Linked DNA regions of Macaca mulatta: region 2 is linked to region 1. A link is a contact called in public Hi-C data. All regions are on one chromosome and are shown on one strand. The core of a region is the stretch at or near the end of the contact, and the rest is flanking DNA. Distances in the headings are between cores, read along the strand shown. Region 1 holds the start of MLLT3 (MLLT3 super elongation complex subunit). Region 2 overlaps LOC114672784 (a long non-coding RNA gene).

Evidence for each region. A called contact is a pair of places that touch in the nucleus more often than the background predicts.
Region 2: a Hi-C map of fetal cortex germinal zone shows a contact between it and region 1, with 5 times the contacts expected there. The contact joins the enhancer-like site here to the promoter of MLLT3 in region 1. A contact is called at or near these places in 2 of 14 Hi-C or Micro-C datasets (fetal cortex germinal zone and fetal cortical plate).

The regions. Positions count from the first base shown.
Region 1 is chr15:78,583,662-78,587,282 of T2T-MMU8v2.0, reverse strand. It overlaps MLLT3 (MLLT3 super elongation complex subunit), which reads right to left and starts at 1,340. Exons shown (of 11, transcript XM_001108646.5): 1 at 1,069-1,340. The coding sequence starts at 1,080.
Region 2 is chr15:79,274,772-79,278,677 of T2T-MMU8v2.0, reverse strand. All of the region lies in intron 1 of LOC114672784 (a long non-coding RNA gene), which reads left to right. Among named protein-coding and RNA genes, the nearest start is that of SLC24A2, 130 kb to the left of the region's middle. Within about 2 kb of position 1,352, at least 14 of the 40 cell types and tissues checked have an H3K27ac peak or open chromatin away from gene starts, as enhancers often do. A contact at or near this core is called in fetal cortex germinal zone and fetal cortical plate, where this site is marked.

The DNA of each region.
Region 1 (3,621 bases), core at 91-2,590:
AGGCAATGCCGGGGCGGTTTTCCGGCGTGGAAGGGTAGGTGGCTGGGACCCAGAGGGACCGAAGGGTTCCTGGCGAGCCCCCTCCCCGAAAGTACCGCGGCGACAGGCACACGCCGAGGAAGTCTTTGTGTACGTGTGTGTGTGCGTGCGTGTGGAGCGCTGTGCCAGGCGGAATGGAAACTACAGGCAGCCTCTGCTGATGGGCACAAACTCCCGTGCTCTTGCCACGGGGTTCGTGCACAACAAAAATGAGACATCGTCACACACACATTGAAACACACACACACACACACGCCCGCAGGAAAACACACCGAGGCATCCATAACTTAAAGCACCCCGCACCCCCCAACTAAAAGCCCCAGGCGATCGGCGAGGCCAGTCGAACCGAGACCCCGCAACACACTTTCAAGAGCCAAAGTGGCTCCAAAGTATCTCCCACCTCCCCCTCAAAAATGAAATTCAGAAAGGCAGGGCGGCGGGCGGACAGCCGCCGAGCCTCGGCTCGCGCTCAGCACCCCCCGGCGCTGGGGCAAAGTTGCGTGCGGCCCCGCCGCTGTCAGCCCCGCACACTCCGGCTGACACACGCGCGCCGCGGAGAACGCACCATCGTAGCGGCCGCGGCGCTTTGCGGAGGTGCGGCCGCCGAGGCTGCTCGCCGCGTCCCCGGACTGTGCCCGCAGCTCCCGGCAGCGGCGACTGAAATATGGCTGAGTTATTATTCGCCTCCTTCCACCGTGAGTGTGTGTGTGAGTGCGCGCGTGTGAGCGAGAGGGAGTGTGTGAGTGCGCTTCTTGTGATTGCAAAGAGGCGAGGAGGGAGGGAGGCGCGGGGGGTGGAGGGGCGAGTGTGAGCGTGTGTGAGTGTGTGTGTGTCTGTGTGTGCGCGCGCGCCGGGGGGGTGGGGGAGGAGGGGAGCGGAGGCTGAGGGAGAGGCGGCAGCTCCCTGCAAGCCGTACCAACCTTTCTCTAATTGGAACCGCGGAGCGCTGGCGCTGTCTGGGCTGCGGCGGCGCAGGGCGAGGAAGGAAAGTGGGGGAGGTCTTTTATTATTATTTTTGCGCGTACTTACCGAGCTAGCCATGCCTGGGGGCCCGGAGGTTTGCTGGGGTGTTGTGTGGTACCCCCCCCTCCTCCGCCCCCCCTCAGCTGTAATTCATGAAGAGGCTGCTATGAATGAGAGCGCGCCCAGGAGCGGAGGGTAGATGGCGGACATTCTCTGCCTTTTTCCCCCCGCGCTCGCTTGCTCGCTCGCTCGCTCGCTCGCTTATTAAACTCAGCCCCAAAAGCAAAAGCAGCAGCAGCAGCAGCAGCTCCAGGGTAAAGAAGATGATTCCGGAGCATGCGCCGTGGCGCCTGACACCCGGGCTCCGAGCCTCGCGGGGCGGAGGGAGGGCTTGCGGGCGGGGCGGAGCGCGCGGGGAGGCCGAGCGAGCGAGCCAGGGGGAGCTCGAAAGAGCCAATCACCTGCCACCTTCCGAAACCCCGGCGGCCCGCAGCGCCACACTGGAAAGCCTTGCTTAAAGTAACAGGTTCCTGCTGCGGGGGTGGCAGGGAGGGGGCGCGGGACTAGGGAGAGCGGCCAGCTGGGGAGCCATCCCAGCCCCTGTGTAAACTCTGCTCGCCCTACAATAAAAAACGGATTAAAACTGCTGGAATGTAGCCACTGCTTAGAGCCCCCAGCAGCCGGAGAAGGGGTGTTAAATCAAGTCCTTAGCTAGCACGCACGGGGAGGAGGGAGTGGGCTTTCTTTTACTTTCCACCACGTATTTCTATGGTTTTGTGCTGAAAAGACAAGAACTCACACCCAAACAAACTTATTTAAAGAGAGAGAGAGAAATGCTATCCTGCAAAAAACGAGCATGAAAATAGCAATCACTGAGGCTGTTCTAACCCGCAACGATCCCCTGGCCCCCTGCCCCATCCACTCACAGGCACCCGCCCACCACCCTCACTCCCCGCCCTCCTGCCACCGCCACTGAAAATTTGAAAATGAAATGAACAAGGGAGAAACAAGGATGCTATTTCCTTGCAAGGGAACGCCTTCCTCGTTGGTAATCCCCGGCTGGGAAGTTTCATAAAGCGGTGCCCAGGTGAAGGCAAGACACCTGGGGGTGCCAGGTACAGACCCTCGGGGACCAGGCTTGGAGTTGTTTTCTTCGGGAGGCTTCCCCTCCTGACAGCCTGCTGAGTTGCATCAGAACGTGGAGGATTTTCCTCTGAGGACGCGCGGGGCAACTGGGAGTCTTAAAATAACAGATAAAGTTAATACTGACTGTAATGTGCGTAAATTGGATTATAATCTTTAGGCGTATTGGTGACAGCCAGCGTAATCCATCTCTGGGTATTAATCCGGTTAGACTCCCCGGTGACAACCAGTCGCAGGAGCGTTCCCAGAGTCGCGCCTCTGCAAATGTTCTCACTCGCGTTGTATTTGGTCTCAGTGGCCGGAGACAGAACAGCGCGGCCACGCGTGGGGCGCGGCGAGGAGTATCAACTACTGGCTTCCTTTAGAAACGCAGACAACCTTTAAAAAGGAAACGGATAAGATCTAGACGTTTGATTTGAAAGTGAAAGATGGGTGTGACTTTGGTTCGTTAAACAAAGATCCTTGCATCTTCCTAGACCTTAGACCTCTTTTGCCGTCTCTTTTCTTTACTCCCCTTTTTCCCTCGCCTTCCAACTTCTTGCTGAACCTTGATTTTTCCTTCTCTTCTCCTTGCCTTTCCTCTTTGTCCCTCTTCCTCTTTCTGACTCAACTTTCTTGCTTTCCTCTTTTCCCTTTTCTTCCCTCTTCCACAAGGGCAAGTTGTCTCGGCCCTTGAATTGAGAAGAGCAGAATAGCGGGGAGGAGGTTACCTAGGGCGTCCTGGGTCCTCGCTGTTAATTTTCAGTTCTCCCAGCAGCTCTCAAAAAGATCCTGGGAATCAGGTCGGACCACTTGGAACCAACCTTAGTTTCCAAACCAGCAACCTTCCAACTCAACTTTTGATTCCCTAAAACTGATATTCTGCTGCCCGTCAGCTATAATCAAGAAACTTCTTTGGGTTGAGGTCCCCAGTTCTTCCCAGCCTTCTACAGGATTTAGCATAGAATGGAGCAAACGACTGAAGGGAGAAACATTTTAATCTAAATCCAAGGGCTTAGATTTATCAACTAACACACATATACCTAAATGCATATCATCTGTAGGTATATGTGTCGCTGTGTCTGTATGTGTGTACAAGGACTAAATTTATATTCACAGAGACAAGCTGTGTGGGTAGTATCTACGTGAAGGGGAGACCTATTTGCTGTGCATTGTTAAACTTTTGATAAAATAATCAAATTGGAGAGCAATCCCTTGTAATAATAATATTGGAAACTAAAGGTTTTCTGGATGTGCCATTAGTAAAGCCATTTCTTATTAGGAAGTAAAAATTAACAGCGAGTGTAGCTCAGGACACAGGCAAGAAACAACAATCCCATTCTCCGTTTGAGTTGATTTCAGGGTTTAACTTCTTCCGACGCCAGCCACCGGAATCTCTTGGGATTGTCTCCAAAACTTGTACTTGCACAACAGATAGAGGTCTCTTTTTTGAACTATGTGTTTGCTGAATTCAGATTTATTCCAGCAATCACTAAT
Region 2 (3,906 bases), core at 103-2,602, 690 kb before region 1:
GAAACCTCGTCTCTACTAAAAATACAATAAATTAGCTGGGCATGGTGGCGGGTGCCTGAGTCCCTACTTGGGAGGCTGAGGCAGGAGAACGGCGTGAACCCGGGAGGTGGAACTTGCAGTGAACGGGGATCACACCACTGCACTCCAGCCTGGGCGACAGAGTGAGACTCCATCTCAAAAAAAAAAAAAAAAAAAAAGAAAAAAAAAAGAATTTAGAACTTACCATGCCATGTACAATATGCAATATTGAATAATCTCACCTCGATCAAAAAAATAAAGCCTCATTTTCCATGCATACAGAGAAAAATATATTCATCATGATTTTGGGGGAGCATTTAAATTCCTTCCCTGTAAAGTTTAGCTGAGGGAGTCTTATATTTTCCTAGAGAGAACGCAACATCTAACCATGCATTTCATCAGGGAACTCTATGGTACAAGGTCTCTTTTCACCTCCTTTCACAAAAAAGTGACTCCAAGCCCTGCTGGCCACTCACAATACAAAAAGCATATCTATTACTTACATGAAAGTTGAATTTAATGTGATAGGAGCAAATCACTTTTCAAAGTGGCCAAGAGAGGAGAAAAGGGTTAAGAAGTCTCTATTGATGTAAGACAAATTAAAAGCAGAAATAGAAGAAATGACACTCCTTCCCAAGAATCCTATGAGTGGGTTTTTATGCTCTGAAAATGTACCTTGATTCATTTACTTCTGTTCATACATGTTTGCATGTATGTCCTTCTCCAAGCAGCTAGAGAAACTAAAGTTTGATGCATCAGCCTGTTCCCATTGTTTCATGAGCAACCATCCAGTCTAAAAGACTAGCCTAAAGACTCTAAAAGTGGAAAATGTATTCTTTCACTCAAAAATTCCACAAGCCATCTCGCTAAGCATGAAATAGCTTCAGGGAATTCTATTTTTTCTGATAGTCCATCCCTAAGTATTTGAGTCCATGATTTTCAGGGGAGCCAAGAGATCTCATACCAAATTGCAGGAACTTCCTATGATGTTTTTAAAAAGCAGCCATTTAGTGTTCTTCTCTGATTTGGAGACAGGCAATAAAATCTTTTTATGCACCTTATTTATTTTCCTAGACATTTAAATTTTTTATGCCCAGCATGCTCAATAATTTAAGCAGAGTTGAAAATGGCCAGGTTTTACCTTCCATGGGATTATCCTTGGGGACTGAGGGTTTAAAAGAATGACAGCTATGAAAAATCCCAGGCCTCCTCCCAGCTGTGCACATTGAACTATCTCTACTGAAAGCAGTAACCTCTGCCTGCTTCACAGGAGGCATTGGCGAGCATCCTAGCAGTCACTGTAAATCACAGCCCATCACACAGCTAACTCTAGAGCAATGGGGCCACCTAGACTCCAAATATGGAAGTGCTGAAAGGACAAAATCCCTCCTGGGATTCATTCCTAGAGGCTCCTTGAGATCTGGATATTGAGAGGGTAAAAGAGAAGCTTGTACATGTCTGAGTCTCAGGTGATCAAAGACAACTTGAATGCATGAGGATTTTTCTCCATAAAACATATTAGATATTAACTTTTAAATATTTATAAAGACATGAAATATCTTAAATATTAAAAATTGTATTTTATGAGTGTTGGCCTAAAGATGAATATATTCCTGTTATATATTGCATATTAAGTAGTATATATTTACATTTATAACATTTAATTTAACCTACTGGTTTTTAAAAAATTGTTAAAAGAAATAAAGACATTTTTCTGGGACCTTAAAAGTATTGTGGGCCCTCCACACTGTGCCTAGTGGATAAATTGGCACGGCTGGCACACACTAGGGAGGTCAAGGTTTATAAGGCCTAGAAGCCTTCCATCCTTTAGACTCTTAGAATGTACGGAAAGATGTCCAAGGACACCCAAAGAGTTACCATACTTTCCTGCATTTCATGAATTTCTTTCATATTTTAATGTTTCCTTTAATGTATCACATAATAGATGACACGTTTAACATTGAGGTGGTGGGACTCTGTTCCCTTAAAGTCTTCATTGAATTGATAATACTTTTCAAATACACAGCATCTTAAAATGGAGGAGGCATGTTGTCCTAGCCATGATGAGGAAAAGCAGCCATCCCTGTGCCCTGGGATCTTTCCTGACCTGGCTCGTTCCCCTCCCTACCTACCCAGCCACACATCAAGAAGCAGTCCTTTGTCATTTATTAGCCCACCTTGGAAGCCACATTGCAGCAGTTCTGCTGTCCTCTTGGTTGAAGCAGTCACAAGCCCACCCCATTCATGGAGGAATGACAAGGTCACATTGTAGAAGAACATGTGAAATGGGGATATGGTTGTTGTCACCTTTGGAGAATGCAATCTGCCAAACATCCCCCAACAAAGACAAATACATAGAGAGTCGGATCATTTCTTTCTTTTTACTTTTTTTCTTTTTTGAGACAGAGTTTGTTCTTGTTGCCCAGGCTGGAGTGCAATGGCGCAATCTCGGCTCACTGCAACCTCTGCCTCCCGGGTTCAAGTGATTCTCCTGCCTCAGACTCCCGAGTAGCTGGGATTACAGGCATGCGCCACCATGCCTGGCTAATTTTTGTATTTTTAATTGAGACGGGGTTTCACCAGCCTGGTCTCGAACTCCTGACCTCAGGTGATCCACCCGCCTCAGCCTCTCAAAGTGCTGGGATTACAGAGAGTTAGATCATTTCTAAATGGAAGTGGGTAGCAAGGGTGATGAACAAACAGAAATTACACTGTATTCACTCCGTTGTGCCACCGTCATGCCTGAGAGGGAGCAGAGCAGCTGGCTGTGCAATCCCTTTAAGGAACATGGATATATATACCCAGTTGGTTCAGGCAATGGGTGTTACTATCAAACTATTTGCAGAGGAGTAAGGAAAACAAAAATGAGAGTGGCCAGGATGTCCTTCTCAGTCAGCTGAGCTGTGACAGCTTGTTTAGGGTGGTTGTGCAATTTAAGATGTGTCATCCCCAGCCTCAGATATCAGTGTTTCTCTTTGCTAGAACTCTACCATTATGGCTGCTTTTGGGGGAGTCCGCCACCCCATTTCTCCTGCAGTTACTAGTTACCTTATTCCCTGCTTCTCCCGTTTCTTGGTTTATACCCCTTGTGGCTTCTAGAATGTCATCTTGGTCAGGTTTCCATCACTGATCTAGTCAGCTGTGTCCATCAGTGGGATCAGGGCTTCCAGACATCTTCCCAACACAAGCCACTGACGGTGTGGCTCCTCCTTGAGAGCCAATAAGGACCCCATGAGGGTGTGGCTCCTCCTCAAGAGCCAGTAAGGACCCCATGAGGGTGTGGCTCCTCCTCAAGAGCCAGTAAGGACCCCATGAGGGTGTGGCTCCTCCTCAAGAGCCAGTAAGGACCCCATGAAGGTGTGACTCCTCCTTAAGAGCAAATAAGGATCCCATGTCTTGTGGCTCAAAATAAATACCTTTCATTGCCTGCAGATGTCAATTTCCTAAGGTTGGGCCCAGGGTGAATAAAGGAAGATAAAAGGAGACTGAATCTCTGAGGGTAAAACACAGGACAAAGTGAAATAACTTCTTCACCAAAGCAACCACCAAACTGCCTAGCATCTTCCTGCTCTCCTATCTCTGTGAGAGTCTATTGCTTGCCCCATAATTACAATCCTTCAGCTCATTTGGCTCGTAATCACGCCTTTGAATGCAGCACAGACAGAACGAACCCAGCTTTTCTGACTGTTCTAGGCTCAGTACTCTTGAAGGTCAGGCTTCAAGTAGAGTCAATTCTTAGGGGTCTTTGGCCCCAGAGCAATCAATGCATCAAAGTGGAAATTTCTGTAGCACCCTTGGACCCTTGGCGTCCAGTACCGCAGTAAAACACAGCTTGCCTTACGTAAGGGAGCATACATTGTCACTCCCAGAATAACTAGTGACCCCACA